Linked DNA regions of Mus musculus: region 2 is linked to region 1. The links are chromatin contacts, called in public Hi-C maps. All regions are on one chromosome and are shown on one strand. Each heading gives the region's core, a stretch centred on a gene start, on an enhancer-like site or on the middle of the called end of the contact. The rest is flanking DNA. Distances are from core to core; before and after follow the strand shown.

Region 1 (4,008 bases), core at 940-3,439:
ACACCTGGAGGACACAGGCAGCAGAGTGGTCAGTCACAGTGGAGCGTATGTGCTCATTACCGCCTGTATGGTTAACTTTTTTTTTCTTGTTTGAGAATCCCATGTCATGTACCCCGATTGTACTCTCCTCTCAGTTTCCCCATGTCTGTCCCCTTCTGCTGTGACCTATTCCACCCACACATATACAAAAAGGAAGGAAGGAAGAAAGAAAGAGAAGAAAAGAAAAGAAAATCCTGGAGCATGGTCAAATTCCTAGGGGCCAATCCCCCAAAGGAAGATGAGTCATTTCTCTGCTTGCATCCACACCAGAAGCCATTGACTGAGGAGAGCCATGTGGTGGCTGGAGATGGGCAGGGCCAGCTCTTCTGCACCTGTGCCCCTGAACTTCAGGCAGAAACCCAGAGCACAGACATCCATCCACATGGACCTCACTGGTAACACAGGAGACAGACAGCAACATGGACCCTAGTTAGATCAGGACATCAGCCCACTTCAGTGGCTGCATGGACTCAACACAGCCTCAGGTGGCTTCTCGTGACATATCAGCACGGGCCCCCGAGGCAGCAGAGCTGGAGGACGGCTCCAAAACATTAGGCGGCGTCCCAGGCTGCATATGTCCACACGGATCTGTTCCAGAAGAAAAGAGTCATTATACAGGATGACCAAAGAAAGTGCTTTTGACTAAAGACTATTCCAAGGGACAAAAATCCAACCAAAGATACCCTAAACTGAATTTGAAAATACGACACAAAATCTCTTTCCAAGACTTAAGAGAAGGAAAGACTAGGACAGAGTGGTATGTGGTGTTACTTGGCGAAGACAGAGAAGAGAGGAAGTCACCATGTTCATACAGCTTTACATACACACACAGATAAACACACACACACTTCACATATACACACAGACCACACACACACATACCCCAAAACACGTGCCATATATACACACATAACAAACACATACCACACACACACATACCACAAAACACATGCCATGTAGACACATGTATACTATACACACATACACAAACACACATATAACACAAAACATATACATACATGCCACAAAATACATGCAATATGCACATTTACATATCATATACATATACCACAAAACACATGCCATATATACACACATAACAAACACATACCACACACACACATACCACAAAACACATGCCATGTAGACACACGTATACTATACACACATACACAAACACACATATAACACAAAACATATACATACATACCACAAAATACATGCAATATGCACATTTACATATCATATACATATACCACAAAACACATGCCATATAGAAACATATACTATGCATACATGCAGAAACACACATATCACAAAATACATACCACATACACACAGAGTATCACCAATAACAAGGCCAGAGAAGGGTCAAGCTTATTTTTTAGGGGATCTGGGCTGGACCTTCTCCCACGAGGGCTGCCAGCAGACAGGTCAGCAGTAGAACTTGAATTTGGAGTGAACAATGAATACATTTTTTTTTTTAAAAGAATGTCCCTGTTGTTATCCCATTGAAATTTAACATGCCATCCTGTGTTTTATCTGGCAACCCTCCTCCCAGCTCATAAAGAAAAGACTCTTAGTAGTATAGTTTCACCAAAGTTGGAGGAAGCCTGGGGACAGGAATGTGACTCAGTGTGGGGTGTGCACAAAGCTCTGCTGTCATCTCTGGCACTGCACATATGCAAAGAAGAGAGATGGAAGCCAGTGAAGAAGCGGTCTGTGCAGAGGGGTGGGCTTTGTTGTTTCCTCCCCTGGTTATAACAACCGTGGAAGTGTGTAAGGACGGCTGGCAGGAGTGAGCAGAAAGAGTTGAGGCTTTGCTATGCCGGACTCCCTGATTATGTCACGCTCTTCTGTCTTCCTCTGAACTCAGATCCTGACAAGATGTGCTCACATTTTTCCTATTTTGGCAGCATCATTGAAAGAGAACTGCGGACAAGAGGGTGGCGTGGGGAGGGTTGCGCGTGCCTGAGCAACAAGATGAAACAAGACTGAAGCTTTCCATCGTAGCATCCACGTTGCTCTAATGGAGACAATGAGATGTCTTATGTGTTCCCTCCATCGCACACCTGTATGTGTCTGCCCTGAAGGGTGAGCCGGAGGGATTTGGGGCCACCCAGTTCAGCCTTGTGTTTCCTCCTGGCCCCAGACATTTTTCTGAGGGTCAGATTCCTGGCATGTGACTAGGCAGGGCTCTTCCTGTTCCTTTGCCTTGACAACCCCTCAAGGGATTTTGTGGGCCACAGAAATTTTATAACTCAGAAATGAGAACGTATGTCAGCGTTTCTTGAGTTTCAGCTACGAGACAAAGTAGCTTCAGTTGTCCAACCATAAAACAACAGGGCTGAGTTTTATTAAAAGACACACACACACACAGACACTTGAGAGACAGAGAGAGAAACACTGACATTCATCATTTGGCCAAACCCGCCCAAGGAGCGATTGTTCAAAACCCTTTGCCTCCGGTTCTTCACTCTCAAGCCTTCTGGGAGAAGATTAACTAACTCTCTTGAGTCACGACACAGCAGGTTCATATGTTCAGTGGCAAAGGAGTAAGAAAGTGTATGCTAAACTTTCCAGCCCGGTCTAAGCAGGGTCCAGAGATTCTGCAGTTTACTTTCTCTGGGCCATTTCGTGGGGGAAATCTGATTTTCCTTTCTTCCCACTACCTTTGGTCATATGAAATCCCCAGGTTTTGGTACCTTACCCCTGCTAGTCCACAATGCATGACATTTTGTCTCAGTATCAGCAAGATCCTTAAGTGAATGAACAGTTGACATTGAATGGGAGCTGACAATTTCTATTTATTTTCTATGAATATAAGGGAGTACAATAGCTGCATGTGTGTGTGTGCATGTACATGTGTTCATGTGTGTGCACACGTGTGCGTGTGTGTGCGCGCGCATGTACACATGTGCGTGAGTGTGTATTCCTTAACAGGTAGATGCAGTTGGCTCTGTTATGATAATTTTACTCCCTCTGTGCCTTTAAAACTGGTCTCGTGAGATAAATACCAGGACAGAAAGGACTCTGTACTGCATTCGCCAGGATGTTACCAGATAAATGACTGTGGCATTTGCCTGTTCCATGAGGGATGTGTTACCAAATGATCTCAGATTTGGAGAATTTGTGATAATGCCTGACAGCCACCATGCTCTTGAATAAACACGAAGGAATTCCCTTTCATCTTCCCTTCAAGCCAGTCACTGGACTTCTCCAGCGCACAGCCCTGCAAGGCGGGCTGGGAAATCTGGAACTTGTTTGCTCATCTCTGTCTTCTTTCTGAGTTCTGTGTGCGGTGACCACATCTGCGAGTTCTTTCAGGGTGTTGGGGTGCCATTAATCTAAGTCGGCAGCCGGCCTTGCTCTCATCGTCCACAGGACACTCCCTTTCCATCTGCTTCGGAGAGACAAAGCCTCCATCTTCCACGCTCTCTTAGCACAGTCATTACACACTTTATTTACACCGACTTTTTTGTTGTTTTTCCTGGGTCTATCAGGGAAAAAGTAATATTTACTACTACTACATATATCCTTTAATCTATAGAATTCCATCAGTAGCTATAGCAAAAAATCAAAATATACTGTCCAGAGCTAAAACGATTCCTCTATTAGCTGAAGGATCCATGAACATAATACAGCACTTTGCATTACCATAAATACTCTAAGGAGTTCTACATAGTTTTTAAAAACCTGTTCCTTTGAGTTTTCAGTTTTAATCTGGAATCTTTGTCATGTGTTGCACTGTTTCCACAAATATCACATACTAAATCACGGCCATGTCATCTCCATTAAATGAAAGGACATCTCTCTTTCCCTCCACATTCTTCCTTTCAAGTGCACAGATCTGCGTACTGCCTGGACTCTACTCAGGGACTCGCTCATCCGCTCCCTTAGACACTAGGCAAAGTCTGTAAAATGTCACCCGCTGACTCTGGCAGGACTGAACCAATAGAAACCAATCCT
Region 2 (4,008 bases), core at 1,062-3,561, 72 kb before region 1:
GTTTATGTTGCCACTGGACTCCAGTGCCCAAAGGAAACCGCTTTCTACCAAATGTGAGGGGCTGAGACCAACAGGAAGTTTAGGAGTGGGTAGACACTGACTTAGAGAGCTTCAAGTACAGGCCTTGGAAAGTTATACACAAAGCTCGTTTTAGGAGGGACTAGGGAAGTATAGAGGAGCCTACTGGATTTGGAGTGCTCTGGCCTACTGGTGTTTTTTCCTCTTCCTCCCACTACCTCCCCTCCCCCAGGGCGCAGCCCTGGCTGTGCTGAGCCCTGAGCTGCTGCCACCCACCACCCAGCGAGACCTTTCTCAGCATTTCAAGTCCCAGTTTTGCTACAGCACGGCTTTAAAGCTACTTTTTTTTTTTTTTAATATATGTAAGTACACTGTAGCTGTCTTCAGACCAGAAGAGGGCGCCAGATCTCGTTGTGGATGGTTGTGAGCCACCATGTGGTTGCTGGGATTTGAACTCAGGACCTTCGGAAGAGCAGTTAGAGCTCTTAACCGCTGAGCCATCTCTCCAGTCCCCGAAGCTACTTATTCTTTGTTGACCTATTTATTCATTTATAAAATGAATTCATGCTGTTCATAATGGTCCCTTTATGATAAAAAGCAGCGTCTAGTCTATCTGGAGCTGGGTGTGGTTAACCAAACCCCACCTGGTACCCAAGTGGATCTGCGCCCGCCCTCATGTGGCCAGGTTGTTTTAAAATGTCATCTTCCTCATTTGAAATAGGAGCGCTTCCTTCGTTTGCTACAGAAATTGGAAATGTGGGAGAGGGGGGTGTTTATGTATGGAGCCGATTTGTGGTTCCCTGGAAAGAGGGGAAGCCTGGCCCTTACATGAGTGCTGGGACTTCAAACTTGAGTCCTCTTGTTTGCATAGCAAGTACTCTTAGCCACTGACCCACCTCCCTGTGCGCACTCTGGGTTTTTGAGAGGGACTTTTGCTGTGTTAAGTTTACCCGTTGGAATGCCAGGGTTAAAGGCCTGTGCCCACCACATCCTGCTCATTAACTGATTTTACATTGCCTAGGGTGAGGATCTAGGAAGTGGTGGTAGACTTATGTAACAAACCCTGAAAGTGCCATAACTTTATAAGAAACATAATTATTTAAGCAATGATTTTTGAGGACAAATAGGATCAAAGATACAGCATCAGTACCACCTGGCGCCTATTCTCCACCTCTGACCTACGCAATCCCAGACCCTGATTTTTTCAAGCGCATATTTAAAGCCACCCTCAATTTATTAGGATTATTATCTTATTTTACATTTTATCTACTAGTTTGGGGAGGAGGCTGCACATTCCCTGGTACCTGCATACGGGGCTCAAGGAACAAATTACAGGAATTGGTTGTTCTCTGTGGGCCCTGAGAAAATAACTCAGTCATGCGTGCTAACAGGCACTTTTACCTGCTGAGCCATCTTGCTGGCCCCTAAGTTGTATTTGTATTGTCTGGACTGCTGTGAAGTACACGGATACTCAGTGCTGGAGACCATAGTGTTCCTGCCTTGGAGGAATTTCTTTTGGAAGTGGGGTAGGAAGGGAGGTGGTTTTCTACGTGTAGCGTGGCTGTCCTGGAACTAAGCTCTGTAGACCAGGCTGGCCTTCAGCTCACAGAGATGCTGCCCCAGCCTTCTAAGTGCTGGAATCAAAGGTGTCGCCACCACCGTCTGACACGGAATTTCTGATCAGACTTCTAGAATATGACCTCCCGGCGGGGAGAAAGTAAAGGCCACTGGCTGGAGTGCAATTTCAAATAAGCGAGAACGTTTCTGGAGCCCACTGGAGAGTGCTCAGCCGCCGCCCTCTTCCGGATTACATTCCTTCTCTTGAGCATTGTTTATCTAAAACTCAGTTTAACCAGGCCAACTGCCCTCTGCTAAATCAGGCAACTTCGGGCTGCCCGCTGCAGGCGCCAGGGGACCCCCAAACCAGGGCGGCTCCCAGCCCACCCGGGTCAAATTCCAGCGCTGGCGCTCCGCCCTCGGCTCGGGAATGCGGAAGGGGCGCGGGACTTGCGCTGGGAGCCGGGGAGACCAGCAAGCCGGCGCGGCTGCGGCAGGAGGATGCCGTGCCAGTGAGCTGGGGAATATGTACTCGCGGCTACAGGGGCTGAGTTCGTCGGGTCGTGCAGCCAGGCTAGTTTCCGCCGCTGGCTGCCTGGGTCCTCCGGGTCTTCGAAACGCTTGCAGCAACCCCCTGCCACGGTTGGTCGCGCCGGGCTCGCCGGTGCTCCTTCCGCCCCGCCCCCGGGCCGGAAGTGCGGCGCCGCCACTGTCCCGCCCCAACCTCCGCTGGTCGCAGTCGCCGGTCGGATCCTCTCGGGTGTGCAGCATCAGGTCAGGTGAGTGGCTCTCGACCCCGCGGGGCATCTCCCGGGCCGCATCTGTCCCTAGTGCTGCGCAACCGCGCCTGGAGCCTGCGGGCGGCTGGACCATCGGCTGGTGGAGCGGAGGTGGCTCGGTTCGAGGCCCTACGCGGTTCCTGTGCTGGCGAACCCTGGCCGAACGAGGCCCCGGGACCGTGTGCACTGGGCCTGCGACATCCGATGACTGACACCTGGTGCCCGGCTGCCCGCACCTGCCGCGGCTGCAGGCTGCAGGCTGCAGGTCCAAGCTGTGTGTTAGCGCAACTGCGTGCATCTGTTCTAGACGCGTTGGGGGAGGAGAAGCCCGCTGGTGTATGGTTCCTGCCAGAGGAAACCAGGAACTGGTACTAGAGTTCCTGGTTAGCAAATGCTAAAATGGGCTGATTTGCATAAATCCTTACTGGGTCTTAGGTCTTGCAAAGATTTAGCTCATTGTTAGAGGACAATTCGAAGAAAGCTGGAAAGAATGGAGAACATATTGAGCCAGGGATCCAAGATGAACTGGTGGATCTCTGCTAGGAGGTACCGAGCAAAAAGCTCAAAAGATGAGCATCGTATTATGTGCACAAGAAGCGCGGGTGGTCAGCCGGAAGGGAGAAGAACAATAACTGAGTACTAGCTGGGAAAGAGGAAGGTAGTTAGGGTAGGGCTCTTGGATACACACGACCCCAGGCGAGACCCTATACAATAAAATAACGTAGTTAGTTAGCCAAGGTAGGCCTCTTTCTTTAGAGGTGTACTGAAAACTCGATGAGAAATGAAAAATTACGTAAGAGGATTTGGGGAGTCACCCACGACAAGGAAGTAACACGACAAAGGATGTTTAGGGAATCGGGTTGACAGCTTTTGTTCTAGAGATGGCTTGGCTGTAGTCCTGTGTGTTAGAGAAATATCACAGCATTTTCTCCTTCAATAAACCCTTAAGTGAGGTGATGTCATTTGCCTGGGAACATCACTTCAGGAATTCATATGATGCCACCAGGGTTTTTCTATCCACTTGCTCCTCACTCTGTCTCTCTGTCTCTGTTTCTCTCTCTGTCTCTCTCTGTCTCTCTCTCTCTCACACACACACACACACACACACACACACACACACAAAGGCACCTGTTCACTGAGCTGCAGCTTATGAAGGACAGATCCCTGGGTGATAATGGTTGGCCAAAGTTAGGAAAGCCAGGGATGGGACCGATATCCCCATTCCCCCAAGGTTGAATGATACAGTTGTGTAGGGATGGCTTTCATCTGCCCCGGTTACCAGCGTCTTTGATTCTTCTGTGACAAGTTTAACATGGCGGGCGAAGCAGGTTTCCCTTCCTCCCTCTGAAGTTCCCCTTACCTGGCACAAGCACAGGAGAAAAGGGTATCAGAACTCACTATGTGCAAAGGAGGAGGACAGGTAAACAAATGAGCCTCAAAGCTTGCTACCGCCGGGCGGTGGTGGCGCACACCTTTAATCCCAGCACTTGGGAGGCAGAGGCAGGCGGATTTCTGAGTTCGAGGCCAGCTTGGTCTACAAGTGAGTTCCAGGACAGCCAGGGCTATAGAGAAACCCTGTCTCGAAAAAACCAAACAAACAAACCAAAAAAAGACTACATGATGTTCAGAGGAATAAAGTGGCTTGAAAAACACG

What was found. A called contact is a pair of places that touch in the nucleus more often than the background predicts.
Region 2: a Hi-C map of the G1E-ER4 cell line shows a contact between it and region 1, with 2.9 times the contacts expected there. The contact joins the promoter of Myl12b here to the enhancer-like site in region 1. A contact is called at or near these places in 3 of 39 promoter capture datasets (embryonic stem cells and pre-B cells), 33 of 484 Hi-C or Micro-C datasets (B cells, CD4 T cells, the CH12 cell line and 22 more), 5 of 115 datasets of contacts at active chromatin or transcription factors (effector CD8 T cells, embryonic stem cells and epiblast stem cells) and 4 of 9 other capture datasets (adipose tissue, embryonic stem cells, liver and 1 more).

Annotation. Positions count from the first base shown.
Region 1 is chr17:70,916,707-70,920,714 of GRCm38.p6, reverse strand. All of the region lies in intron 1 of Gm26510 (a long non-coding RNA gene), which reads left to right. The region is part of intron 1 of Gm52315 (a long non-coding RNA gene); the gene reads right to left. Among named protein-coding and RNA genes, the nearest start is that of Gm26510, 6.3 kb to the left of the region's middle. Within about 2 kb of position 2,189, at least 39 of the 459 cell types and tissues checked have an H3K27ac peak or open chromatin away from gene starts, as enhancers often do. A contact at or near this core is called in the G1E-ER4 cell line, where this site is marked.
Region 2 is chr17:70,988,819-70,992,826 of GRCm38.p6, reverse strand. It overlaps Myl12b (myosin, light chain 12B, regulatory), which reads left to right and starts at 2,311. Exons shown (of 4, transcript NM_023402.2): 1 at 2,311-2,354.